2 separate regions of the Zea mays genome follow, and region 2 is linked to region 1. A link is a contact called in public Hi-C data. All regions are on one chromosome and are shown on one strand. The core of a region is the stretch at or near the end of the contact, and the rest is flanking DNA. Distances in the headings are between cores, read along the strand shown. Region 1 holds the start of LOC103629496 (probable salt tolerance protein). Region 2 holds the start of LOC100191756 (putative Solute carrier family 35 member C2).

What was found. Hi-C and Micro-C count contacts between places; a contact is called where the count stands out from the background.
Region 2: a Hi-C map of leaf shows a contact between it and region 1, with 6 times the contacts expected there. The contact joins the promoter of LOC100191756 here to the promoter of LOC103629496 in region 1. A contact is called at or near these places in 3 of 25 Hi-C or Micro-C datasets (ear, endosperm and leaf).

Annotation. Positions count from the first base shown.
Region 1 is chr6:83,797,858-83,804,547 of Zm-B73-REFERENCE-NAM-5.0, forward strand. LOC103629496 (probable salt tolerance protein) reads left to right here and starts at 5,031. Exons shown (of 3, transcript NM_001346834.1): 1 at 5,031-5,315. The coding sequence starts at 5,109.
Region 2 is chr6:84,323,390-84,330,989 of Zm-B73-REFERENCE-NAM-5.0, forward strand. It overlaps LOC100191756 (putative Solute carrier family 35 member C2), which reads right to left and starts at 6,289. Exons shown (of 12, transcript NM_001137183.1): 1 at 5,737-6,289; 2 at 5,472-5,641; 3 at 5,285-5,370; 4 at 5,140-5,189; 5 at 4,289-4,356; 6 at 2,003-2,103; 7 at 1,856-1,868; 8 at 1,036-1,220; 9 at 870-956; 10 at 288-382. The coding sequence starts at 6,038.

The DNA of each region.
Region 1 (6,690 bases), core at 3,781-6,280:
TGCCTTTTTCGCTTTTTTGAATAATCTCTTGGGCCATTTCTCGGCCACCATTGTCCCAGATGTCGGTGAAAAATTTTCCACCGACCAGTCTTGCTTCAGCCGAAGGGTCTTTTATATCTTCGGAGGATAAGACAGTTTCGGATTGTGCCAAAGATTTCACATGCTCATAGCCTTTCCTCTCCAAAATAGTAGCAATCCCCCTGGCACCTGAAAAGGCGCATATGTCTCTGCGGCTATTCAAGATTTCCTCAAAGGCCTCAGCTTCGTGACTGATCCATTCAATCGGGCCTTCGGGGTTACCTCTTGTGAAGTTTTCTTCGCTTGAGAATGCGCCAACGCTGGTGAAGCTGGATTTTATTTTCTTAGCATATTCTATAGATTTGTCATAGCACCTTTTCTTGGATGCACGAAGCTCTTCAACGTTTCTTTCTAAATGATTTGCCCACTGATCACTAAGTTCTCGTTTCGTCTCTTCAAGTATGCGTTCTTCTTTAGCTCTGGCTAGCTGTTTCCGAAGATCCTCAATTTCACGCTTTTGAGCCTCAGCTTGAGTTTTAGAAGTAGCTTCGTCTTCCTTTATTTTATCCACCAATGTAAGCAGAATTTTATCTTTTTCCAAAGCTTCGTTCCTCAGCTTAATAACCTCTATTCGTAGGTTGTTGAACGCAATATTGTAGCTCTCGTCTTCAGCATTCTTTTGCACTCTCAAAGCATTGCTAAGTATTAAACCCTATATGAAAAGAATTAGTATAAGGAGAAAAGAATAATTCAAAAATTATAAATTCCCAAATATACAATTTTCATACCTTTAGACTATTATATGCGAGGCTATCTGCAAGATCGTCCTTTGTCATAGCGCAGAGGCCAGCTTCAAGCTTCGGGAACCCCATACTTCTAGCCATCTCCTGATAGACAGATAATTCTTTGTTGTCTGGGAGGCAGTATAAGAAGTCATCTTCGTATGTGCCATTGAATACTAAGGCCCCCTTCGGATACTTCAGTTCTCGGGCATAGTGATTAGCTTCAAAAATCTCTTCTTCAGATAATCTTTTTCCCGAAGCATGTCGTACAATATAGTCAAGTACTTCGGAAGATGCTTCGGGGGCAGCAGTGCCAGTTTCTTCAGCCAAAATTTGTTCTGCTATTTCTGTTTTTTCGGCTTCCAAGGATTTCACCTTGGCGGGCTCTGAAGGCCCAGCTTCAGTTTTAGATTGTTGCTTTGAAGCTTCGGCGACAAAGGCTTCAGTGTGCACTTCGGAAGTTTTAACAATTTTCTTTGGAGATGTGCTTGAAGATTTAATTGTCTCCAAAACATCTAGCACATTAACCATCCTTTTTTCTTTTAGGGGTCACTACTGGACCCTTTTGGCTTTTTGTTGCCTCAGTTTTTGCCAAAGGACTTAAAACTTCTGATGTCTTTATTTCTTCAGCCCTCGGTTCTTCTATTTTTTCCGTCGTTGGCACTTCGGCCAGGACTTCAATATTTGGCAGGGGAGTTGGCTCTTTAGCTTCGGTGGCCGAAGGGGTCTCACCGACAAACTCAGGCACTGTGGCCGGTTCAATATAACGAGGCCGGTGTGTGAGAGCCTTTACCCTTTTTCTCTTCGGCGCCGGCTCGCTAGGAGCGGCTGAAGCAGTTTCCTTTGCAGAAGATGTGTTCTTTCTCTTTTGACCCCGTGTTAGATAACGGTAGTCGGGGTACACAAACCCAATTGCATCAAATACTCGATTGAGTCTCTTCTTCTTTCGGCCTCCGAAGGCCGCTGATAATGCAGTATCTTCGGCCTTTGAATATACTCCAAGCAATTCATCACTTATGGCCTCAATGCTTTTCAGCCAGTCGTCATCTGGCTCGACGAACTTATCTCCGTATTTGAATGTGTATTTTAGCCTGACTCGACGAACTTATCTTCGTCAGGTTCCTTGACGGTTTCCTTCGGCATTTCCCAGTTATCTGCAAGTGGCCATACTCTGAAGGCAATGTGCTCCTGCATTAAATCCCTTGTCCCAATAAAAGAGCACACCACGCCGAAGGCTCTCTGGCATTCTTCGGCTGCTTCATCTATTTCCACCTTCGGCCTCCGGAGGCCGAAGCGTTGCCAGATAGGGCGCATAATGATACCTTTAATATCTTCCCGAGTTTTTAAATCATTCTTCACATAAAACCATTCCGTCATCCAGTTGCCGGGCCATCTTTTTCGAAAGGTTGGTACGGGGCAGCTTGACCTAGACCGGGCCCCGAAGCTGTAGCAGCCAAAATTGACCTAGACCAGGGTTTTGTCTCATACAATAGCTCATGTATGTTGTAGAAACTTTTTGCGTTTGGTTCTAAACCTTGGCTCCTCACGGCCCACACAAAAATGCCCATCCTCATGATTGCTTCGGGAGTAAGTTGATGAAGGTAGATTTCAAATATCTTCAGTATTTCCACGACAAACCTGCTCAAGGGAAATCGCAGTCCAGCTTTTAAGAAGCTTCGGAATATCACGATTTCATTTTCTTCGGGAGTCGGACAAGTCTTCTCTCCTTCGTCAGCCCTCACAATAGACAAGTCCCGAAAATATATGCCCCTCATATTGACAAGATGGCTTTCTTCAATACTCGATTTACCAAAGACCGCATGGCTTGGTCACCAAGGTCGATCTTCGGAGTCTTCACCACCACTATCCACATCATAACTGTCACTGTCACCAGTATCTTCAGATAAACCCTCCAAAATCTCCTTAGTAATCTTCTCTGTATTGGTCTTTGACATTGATTGAAGAAAACCCAGATGCATCTCCTCAGAAAGGCTCAGCTTCGAATCACCAACAACTTTCTTATCCTCAGACATCTCCGCAAACACTGAGAAAGTGCTCTCCAAACCGAAGCTTAAAAATTTAAAAAGTCAAACAAGTGTTGTCGCGCACAGGCTAAAAGTTGAGTGAGCAAGAGCAGATGGCAAGAGAGCATGCCAAATAAACTCGTGGTGAGCTCTTATTTATACGCCTAGCGCGTTGAAAAATGGAGGGTCCCGCTTGTCAATGACTGTTGCTATTCTAGCAAAGAGAAGGTGTTTTTTCGGACCTTCGGCTTAAAGCCTTCGTCCATGTCGCAATATGAATTTATCATTACAGCAAATTAATATTGCGAGGGGCTACTGTTGGGGGCCTTCGGCTTTCAAAGGTCCTCAAAAACATGATTTGATAATGTTTTCCAAGTGAAATATGTGAACAGGTATCTTCGGAATCAGGTTACGGGTATACAAGTGTCTGGTCAAGACGAAGCTTGAGCGGGACGAAAGGCGATCATGACGAAGGATAAGATGATCACGAAGCTATGTGCAGAAGAGTTTCGGCATGGCGGCAGAAAAGAGGAACCGACTTAAAGATGAAAAGCCAAATTAGACCTTGAAAAAATTATTATAGAGTTATTGATAAATGTAAAGGGCATTAATGTAATTCTACACGGGCTGCGTCCCGCGCCTATAAATAGATGAACAGTACTCCCGTACTGTTCACGCTGACTTAGCATTGGCTTTTAGCATCACGCCTGTACCTTTGCTTTCCGTTAATTCGAAGGTACATTTATAATTTGTTATTACAAATTTGATAATGCAAATAAAAATAAGTTGATAATAATATCTGTATTATTATTCGTATTTCATGTATGAATTCTTTTTTATCATCTATCGAGCTTACGAAGGGTTTTTTCCTTCATAACCTTCGTCCGGAATTCATTATATCCGAAGGGATATAATGTTTTGAAGGACGAAGGACTTTAACATTTAACACTTTTTATGTTGCCTTGTTCTTAATTCGAAGCATTTGAGAACAAGTCCCCAACAGTAATGATTGACAATTGAGTACCAACAGTAACAAGTTTGAATATATTGGTATCTATTTCTAATGTGATATTTGATTACGGTTGGACTTAAACAAATATGATTTAACGTTATCGGTTACCCATTACATTACCAACATGTTAACCAAACGACATCAAAGTTGCGACGTACTCCTTCGTTCAAAAAATAACGTCACTTTTGCTATCGGCTACGAACCTAGATGATTCGTAAAAAAATGACATGCCTTGGGAGACCATGTGAGGGTCTGTTTGTTTACCCCCATGGATTATATAATCTGGATTATTTTTGGAGGATTATATAATCTGGATTATATAATCTGGGTAGTCCTGTTTGTTTACCCAGATTATTTGAGTTGTTAATAGTATTCTTTTGTATGAGGAAGACAAGAATGCCCTCTATATTTGTACTAGGTTGAAACTCATATATGAAAAAAAATAATTCAATTGACATTGGCAAATATTGCATTAGCAATATTATCACGGAAGGCATTCATGTCACCTTCTTCACCCCAAATTGACTAGTAGTAGGCACAAAAACGATTCGGTGGATTATAATGGCAATGGTGGGTAATTTATAGGAAACTTGAAAGGGTAGTGGGGAAGTGGGAAAAAAATAATCTGAAATAAGCACCTCCTCACTTGCTTATGGATTATCATAATCCAAGGGGTTAGATTATATAATCTGGGCAAATAAGTTGGACTGTTTATTTGCCTCTTAGGATTATTTAATTCAGATTATATAATCTGGGAGGTAAACAAACAGGCCCTGAGTATAGACATGTCAGCGAGGAGCCGAGGACCCATCGAATGCAAAATTTGGCGCAAACCGGCATCTGCCGGACGGAATGTGCCGACATCGCGCGGGACGCGGGGGGCGGAGCACGTCCGCGGTCCACCCACTCCGCTGTGCCTGCAGCTGACGCCTCCGCCCGTCCCACACTCCCTCTCCCACGCAGCACTGCACGCCTGCGGCCTGAGCTTTGACCACCGCTTCGTCTGTCGTCTAATTCTTCTCCCCCCCGATCCCTACCGGAAGCCCGGAAGCAACCGCCAACCGTACCGCACCCCCACCAAGCGCGCACCTACTCAAAACGCAACAGCGCTCGCTTCCTCGCAGCTAGGTATCTCACTCCTCGCCAAGCGCGCACGTACTCAAAAAGCTCTAGCTCACAGACACGAGCCGTGCGGGGGAGGGAGGGAGGGAGAGAGAGAAAGGGGACCCCGATCCAATCCCAGTCCTCTAAAACCCTAGCGGGGAGCCGGGGATGAGGATCCAGTGCAACGCGTGCGGGGCCGCGGAGGCGCGGGTGCTGTGCTGCGCGGACGAGGCCGCGCTATGCGTCGCCTGCGACGAGGAGGTGCACGCCGCCAACAAGCTCGCCGGGAAGCACCAGCGGGTGCAGCTCCTGACGGACTCCGCCACCGCCGCCGCCTCCCCCGCGCCGGCCGTGCCCAAGTGCGACATCTGTCAGGTGAGGCCCCGAGCCCTCGCTCATCTCTGCTGCCCTCCTCCCTCCATCCCTGTAGTTGGATCGGGTTGGGGGGATTTGGAGTCGTCGCGCACTAGCAGGGTAGGTCTCATGCCTGATGATTTGGCCAGCGCAATGAATAGGCGGCTGAAGCAAAGCTGCTGTTAACCTTTCGGTCTGTAGTAAATTGCCTTACCCGACCAACTCCCCGTGGGATGCAGGACTCTTTTTCTAGAGCATTGGCGCAATTGCTGTATCATGTACCACGTTAACCTTGAGTTCAGTTTTTAAGCTGCCACAGGGTTTCCCTGCAGGATATTGCAATTATGAAGAGATTGACTTGGATGTTGTACTGATGTGCCACTACAGAGGAACCAAAGCATCATTTATCGACCCCTTTATCTGGGAAAAAAAATAAATAAAGCGACCTGTGATTATTACAGTAAACATTGCATTAAGGCTAGCAATGCTGCCTGCCTAAACAGTTATACATGTAAAAAAAGCGCTAGTATTTTTTCTTATTTTAGTCAGCGTACTCCAAGCTCATTCAGTACCAATTGGTTTTGAGCTTTTATTCGCATTGTACTTCAAAGGGATAGGTCTTGCTGCAGTGTCATAGATTTTTGAATTGTGGTGATATGGTTATGCTACAGCACGTTGCTTCTAGCTGGTGTGGTGAAGGTGCAGCGGCTAGGGGGCTTACACAATCGATCATTCGATCTAGAGTACTGCAAATTATCTCTCGGGACATATTTAAATGGATGAACAAGGCAATGATGTGCTACTTTTGTGGTTCAATTAATGCTAAGGTGGGGTTGTGGTTTCAAAGATGAAAGTTATAGGGGCTGTTTGGTTTGACGCCTAAGGCGCCACACCTAAGCTTAGCAGGTTGCCACATGTGTGGCGTGGCTAAGCAACTACACTTAGATATGCATTTGGTTTGCTACTGCGTCTAAGGTTAGGCATGACGAAAAAAGTGTGGTAGGGTTGGGTGCTAGATTCTGACGCCACAGGTGTGGCGATTATTTTTTTGGTGTGGCGAGTGGCTAGAATCATGCCTAAGGAATCGTGGCAGACTAACTTTAGAACACCAAACACATGCCTAAGCCAGTGTGGTACGCCTAACATTAGGCTGTGGCGTCTTAGGTGAACCACATATAGCTTTTTTGGGCTAAATTACATGATTTAAGAAAACAATCGAACACTTCTTTTATTTATCCATCTTTTTTATGCTCTAAAATTAGTACTTGTCAGTTTAAAACCAGCAGTAACAGCCCTTTCCAAGCAAGTTGGGGTAGGATAGAGTTGAAACACAAGATGAGCCACCAACAAGAAGGACAAATTTCTATAAATATAAAAGTATTGAAAGGCATCAATA
Region 2 (7,600 bases), core at 5,039-7,538, 530 kb after region 1:
CGCCATAAACATATTGGCCAATAAATTCATGCCAAGCTATTCTTGATGGTTGCAATGTTAATTATGAACAAATAAACATCTCTGGTATTACTTCCTGAGACTATAATAGCTTCCTTCAAGAAAAAGTCGTAGTTAACTTGACCAAATGTTAAAGAAAGATGTTTCAGTGTAGCTGTTTGGCATTTCCCTCTTAGCCTGGGGTGAACAAAAGTTTTGCTTATAGGAATTAAGGACTTTGAAACCACGTCGTGCTGTGCAGGAGTTGATCTTGGAAAAATAGTACTTACTTGTACCAATTGAACAAGCTAACACCAACCATAATGGTGAAAAGACCAAACCCTTTCAACCAAGTAAATTCATCATGGAAATAAAATACCGCAACCTGAAAGACCAAGGTACACAGATCCTTAATAAGAGGTGTTAGAAACTAAATTCATGTAATTATAAATTACATGGAGCCTAGGAATTACATACAACCTATTTTCTAATCTTTGGGGTCATCAAACTTTTTCGTCATAGTGTTAGCAGACAACTAATGTGTTTAGCCTTGACATAACTTTGTTGATACTTCATATCTTCCGTCTAATGCTGTCTACCAAAAATCGAAGGTACTAGTTGGTTTTTTCCCATTCTTTCTTCGAATGATTTGTATGCACAAACAATGAACTGCTGCCAGTTTTTAGAGTTCAAGACTTGTTAACTTCTATACCATGAGCCACTCAATTGTCGACCAACTATATCATACTGATGTTTGTTTCAGATAAAGTGTAGTTCATGGTTGACAAACAGTTCACAAAATTCATATTGCACAGCAAAGCAAGAAAATAAATAGAGGGATAACTTTAGAAAGGATCAGTTTTAAATATTACCAAAATGGTTACAGCTTCTTTTACTACCCCAGCTATCGTCACGGTTATGGCACTTGTTGCTGAAATAAGTATATACTCTGTTAACACCTGCAGTTAGAATAAAAAGACCATGAAATATCCGATAATTATTGAAAGTACATGCCGCATATCATGTAAAACTCATTACCATGAAAAAAGCTAAGGATCCTCCGATAAGCATAAGTAAGCAACTGCGCATGACATGCCAAGGGCTATCAAAATATGAATTCTTTTGAAATTCACTCCAAGGATCCAGTAATAGAGATAGTATCATAGTGGCGATGGCCATCACTGGTGTAACATGGCTCATCAAGGTAATCGGATTCTTCAGGCCTGCAAAAGGAAGATAGTTCATGAACTACTAATAGTCAATTCATAATTTTTAACTAAATAGTATTGATCCCACTTTTATCCAAGCTTAGGACGCAAGCTAGAGTCAGATAACCAAATGAAATGGCTCAAGCAGAAACTAGAGCGACAGAGCCCACATTTGTGTGAAGTGTTCTTCCTGATGCTTCAGAAGCAGATCAACATCATCTGATGTTGTATACCATTTGGGATCAAATTATAACAACTGTTTTGCTCTGCCACTTGATTCACTGTTAAATGGCTAAACATTGGCTTCAGAAAGACAGGGTACAGTTCTCTTCTAATTCTTAGGTTTCTAGCTTTTGAACACCGCCCCTCATTTGGTAGAGATAGACTTGCAAAAACCAGGCCAGGCTTGGCCTTATGTTAAATTAAGAAACCAGCTCCTAACATGATTACCACCCCTAATTGGTAGAGATACACTTGTAAGAACCAGGCCAGAGTAGGCCTTAGTTTAATTAAGAAATGGGTTTGATTGGTAAACATAAATAAGTTGACTGAATAATCAGATATGTAGAATTAGAATGCATGTACCCTGCAATCCTGTACTACTCTTATAATCAGAATTGATATTCAAGAATAAAGCAAAGCTTACATACCGTAATTGTCTTTCTTGAAACATGAAGATCCACATGCACATAAATAAAGAAACCATTAGCCTAGGAGCATCAAAGAAACAAAAGAGTGAAACGTGGGATTGATCATAACCATACAAGAAAAGGCATAAAATTCGTCAATACGCTTACCTGCAACAGAATCTGAGTCATGGACCACCGGAATCCTGACATAACAGCAGCAAGCGTCACAAAAATGAAGCCCCAGAAGTCAAACTCCGTCTCCTTGGAAACTGATGAAAATAGTATATATAAATCAGAAAACATAAATCCAAGATTTTTTTAGCACTGATACAATAACTACACATCAGCATGTTACAGTTAACATGGTGAGTTGGTGACTAAGATAAGGAGAACATTCAGTTACTAAATTCAAGTTTACTACAAATTATAGTGAACTTTAGTGAACTCAACATGATGTGGAATTGACTATTTTTAACAACACGGGCGTACCCAGTGCCGTAGGCTTCCCGCACTGTGCGGGGTCTGGGGAAGGGTATCTTTAAGCGCCAAGCCTTACCTGCATAATATACAGAGGCTGGGGCTCGAACCCGGGACCTTCCGGTTACAGACGGTAGGCTCTACCGCTGCACCAGGCCCGCCCTTTTTAACAACACATCTCTATGAAAAACTACTTCAGAGTGATGAAACTGAATAACATCCAGAACTTCCAGATATTCATTTAATTATGAAAGCTAACAATGATTTGGCATGTATTTTTATTATTTTTATGAAGAGCATCAAAAACATTTTGGCCTTCAGGTCAAAGCAAAGTTTATTGACTTAACAAGTTGCTGAAGTGAGTTTGAATCAAGTTAGATAGTCAAATATTCACATGCTCTTATTGTGACATGCATGTCCAAGAGAATTTACTTTTTTCTCAAATCGGAAGGAGAGCAGCCCATCATTATATTAAGAAGAGAACAAATACAAGAAAACTACCAAACCAGGGCCAAATATACCCAGAAGCACACACAGCCCAAAGAAAAAAAAGTGTAAAAGAAAAGAAATACTCCCAAGAGAATATAGTGAAATGCTGGGAGCCACATTCAGTAGCTAAAGATAAAACTAGAAATAAGATAAAATCCTGCAGTAAAAATAAGAATACAACATCAACAGAGGATGTGGATTCCTGCAATATTATGCGGATGTCAACTTTGTGAGGAAAATAAAGCCAGTCTGAAAGTAGCTCATGCTTAACTCTATGGCATTGCCCAACATTTTGTACTGGATATTGAGCCAGAGGACACTTTGATTATGCTGTAATAACACTGAATTTACTGGTCCTGATGCAATGCAATGAACCGGGGCTTTGTCCCTGGAACTCTAAAAAACTAGTATAACACACACACACACACACACACTGTGTCTGTGTGGAATATCTGTATCTATCCTAACAATACCTTTCTATAGGTGAAGCTTTTTTCATCACCTGAAGGTTTATGTTCCAAAGTCCAAACAGTGCAAGAAAAACAAGTGTTTGAAAGGCATCCAGGCGTACCTATACATGTACATGTGGGCCGGCCTGGCCCGGCACGGCACAGGCCCACAAAAGCACGGCCCACAAAGGCACGGCCCACAAAAGCACATATCTAATTATGGGCCGTGCCGTGCCAGCACGTGTGCCCAGTCATCGGCCCACGGCACGGCCCACAATTAGTTATGTGTGCCAGGCCGGCCCAAATAGCCCAAAATGTCTTAATGTGTCAGACCGGCCCATATACATACAACAGTAATACATCAACAAAAAGTATAAAATATATATATGACCAAAATAAAACTAAGATGTTTTGTGGATGCACATTATAAACCTTTGGTCAGAAAGAAAAAAATATTACAACTAGCTCACAAATAATATTCAGTTCTCTGTTTAGTGTTTAATTGAGTACTATACATCCATACAGAATACATATACAATGATCATCATCACTATTCACTATCCATATATAGGTATTGGTTTTCGATGGCTTATTGAAGCTCTAGATTCTCCAAGTTATGCTAGTCATGTGGGATTTGATGGACCTTAGTTAAATACTGAGTCTATATTTAGTGGGCCTCGGTGGGCCTTAGTTAAATGGGCCGTGCCAGGCCGGCCCGTGGGCTTGACTTGAGGCCCAGGCACGGCCCACAATGTGGGCCGTGCCGGCCCAGGCCCACAATTAGGTTGGGCCGTGCCAGATATGGGCCGTGCCAAAAATTGTGTGCTTTGGGCCGGCCTATTAAGCACAGCACAAATGTACACCTATAGGCGTACCCAGCTTGCCTTGGGAAACAGTGGTGCCTTGTCGCCTAGGCGCCGCCTAGTCATCTAGGTGGATCCAGCACTCAGCTGGACATGCCTAGCCGCCTTTTAAACACTGGGAAAAATACAGTCTAGTAATGACAGGCAAACAGTTAAATCTTAGAAGCACATTGTACCTGTCAACAGAACTCCAGTAGAAATAACAACTATAATTCCTAGAAGCTTGATGCTAGGATTCTCCAACCTTGAAAATAGGAAGAAACATTTAGAGGCGTATAACATCGAAAACAATAAAAAAGAAGAGAAAATGCTTAGACATGCATGTTAGTTAGTTAGCCATGGTGACCACCTTCTTAAGAAAACAAATGAATATTATGAGACTGTAATAAACTTGTCGCAATAAAATAATAAATGGATAGTATGTAATCAAATAAGTTAGTGAATGAGAAGGTTCTATGTGATCCAATGAGGTTGCAATTGTAACAAAACTATCAAAAGAATATGTAATGCTCATGTGTACTTAAAGAATATTTCACAAGTTATAATTAAAGTAGTACCTGAGAAATATTTCATATGACAAGTTATTATAAAAAAGTGTGCTTATTCGAAATTAGCTTACTTACAAGTCTTCTTTGAAAAGGTTACATTGTACCGCTTGGCATATCCAGATACTAGGCAATTTGTGTGGCTGTGTCCATTTGAAGTTCACACCAGATCCTCACGTGGGTTAAGGGAAGTGTGGGTTTATCACTGCTTTACATTGGGACCACATTTTTTGGTTTCATGTAACACGTTTCTAGCTTAAGACTACCATGTTTCATTAGTGCACAGCATTAATTGGCTGCTTCAACTAATTGTCTTCAAAAGGCAGGATAAACATAAAACTGTATCAACAAAAAATTTTGGCAAATCTGTAACGATTGTTGCAGAATATGAGTGTCCTGCTGTACTAATATGGATATAGTGCAATTTACAACTAATTTCCAAGTAGGCAAATTATAACGGGGAAATGAAGCCCAGCACTCACCTAAATGCAAAAGCAAAGAGCAACAAGAATATCGGGGAGGCTGATTTACACTGCAAAAGATCAATTTCATGAACTCTAGTTACTGAACAAATCAAGGAATCTAACTAAAGGAGAGCAAGCAAATTAAATCCTTTGGTAAACACACCATAGTAGCAAACGTCACCGAGATGAACACCAGAGACGCGTTGCTCAGGTTTATGTCCAAGGCCGTCCCGAGAGCAGTTGGCACGACTGCATGCAGAACGGCTAGTAAGGATCGATCGCTACTCAGCCGTAACAAACAAGCAAGAGCAAACCATGGCTGCGAATTTCTCGTAGAGCGAGATCCACACCTCTCATGAAGTAGTCCTTCCACCCCATGTCGACGGCGGCCTCGGGCCCCTTGGGCTGGAACCAGATGATGAGCTTGGAGAGCCCCGCCTGCAGCGCGAAGTGCACGGTGTTCATCAGCAGCGGCGCCGGGAACTTGCCGAGCTTATCCCCCAGCAGCGTCTTGTTATATCTGGCACCCACCACGCAGCAACGAAGCAGTCAGGCCGCCGTCTCCTCCGCAAGCGGGGGGGAAGCAGGAGAGAGGGGGGGATCCAGGCCACTCACAGCGTGAGGCAGGTGCTGAACGCGTACCACACCAGGATGTAGAACCCGGTCCTGAGCACCACGGCGGGCGCCAGCGCGGCACGCTCCAGCGACTCCAGCTTGGTGACGGACTCGCTGGGCCGCAGCCCCCCGCCGGCGGAGCAAGGCGGGTTCTCGACGTGGAACGGCCGGCGCGCCGCCTCCGGATCCGCGGCGGCGGCGGCGGCGTGCATGCTCCGCTGCCGGAAGTAGCCGGACCGCGGGGAGCCCACCTCCGCGGCGGCCCCGTCGTCGTCGCCGCCGCCCTCGGGCTTGGGATGCATGCGGCGCGATTCCGTCCGTGCTCCGAGGCGCTACAAGGCTCCTCGCATTTCGGACCGGGGTGCCGGTGCCAACCGGGCGGGGGATCTGAGAACGCGCCGCGCGAGGGGGAGTGGGGTGGGGGAGCGGGAGCGGGAGCGGCTGCCTGCCGGAACAGGACGGGGACGATGGGGCGGTTGGTTGCTTTGGCGGGTGCGCGCGATGAGCAAGCAGGTCGGGTACTCGGGTGTCCGGACCGGATGGACGCGCCCCGACGGCCCTCCTCCTCATGTGTTTGTGGGGCGCACGCTGGCAGCCGAAGAAGACACCTGTGGCTGTTGTACCTAACACACGGGTAGTACAATATAAAACTGGCTGCACGCCGCCATGGTGATCTCACTCCCAACACAACACATGCTTTTTTTGTGCGGCGATATGTAAGCTCTGACCAACACCTTCTTTCTGCCAGAAGTAGAAACAAAGGACTGCAGGTGGGCTGTGGTTGGGAACTTGGGACTTGGGAGTGCTGCACTTGTGCGTGGCCGCCCAGGACGGAGGACTGCAGGTAGGCACCGCACCTGCTCAGGCTACAGCAAATGCACATCAGGCCCTGAAATTTGGCATTGCTGGAGACACACAGCTAAATGTCAGCATCTAATGGTGCTATATATACACGCTTGAATGCTTCAGATGAAGTGGCCAGTTCTATCACTTTTGCTTCAGGCATTTAATGTAACAGGTCACCTAATCTGTTTTTCTCTTTGTCCGGCATCGACATAGAAGAGTGAAAATAAGCAACTTGCATGTTTCGTATACGACCTGATTGTCCAGAGCGTCTGGAAACCAAAATTTTCATGACCGGTGCACAACAGACAGACGGGAAATGCAAAATACCGACATGAAAATAGGAAATTAGTTTTTATATCGGTTTACCGTTCACCTACAGCAGATAGAATACTACTATTCACGGACAAATTTGTATATCCAATTGAGTGGATAACTACAATTTACTCGTTTGAGTTCATTTTTCACCAACATGTTGCACCCACTGTTTGTGTGCGCTCGCTAACAACGCACACGACCACAAACACTGTAAGGAAAATGGACCTCCGTCTATTTGACTAATTGATTCTGGTGTTTAATGATCAACATAGCCTAATATGGTTGCTAGGGTTTGTGTTTGTAGTTCACAGGATGTTAAAGTGAGCTTTACAACAAAGGACAACCTTAAAAATTTGGTACAACCAGAATAAATAAGATGTTTCGCCTCTTTCAGCACTACACCATAAAATGACTCATTGTCATCATTAGTATTGTCTCCATCCTCATTTTCACCATCCTCTTTATCTTGGTCTTCTACAGTGCATAGGTCTTGTAACATCCCATCAAAACGATCATCACCATAGTTGCCATCCTCAATCACACATGTCCCATGTATCGAATGATCGGCATCTTCCTCAAAGTTCTCTCCATGATGTATCCATTGAATATATGTACTTTCCATCCCATTCATTAATATATGCTTCTCCACAAGGGCTTGATGAAAGGACTTCTGGTTGATGCATCTACTACATGGACACAAAAT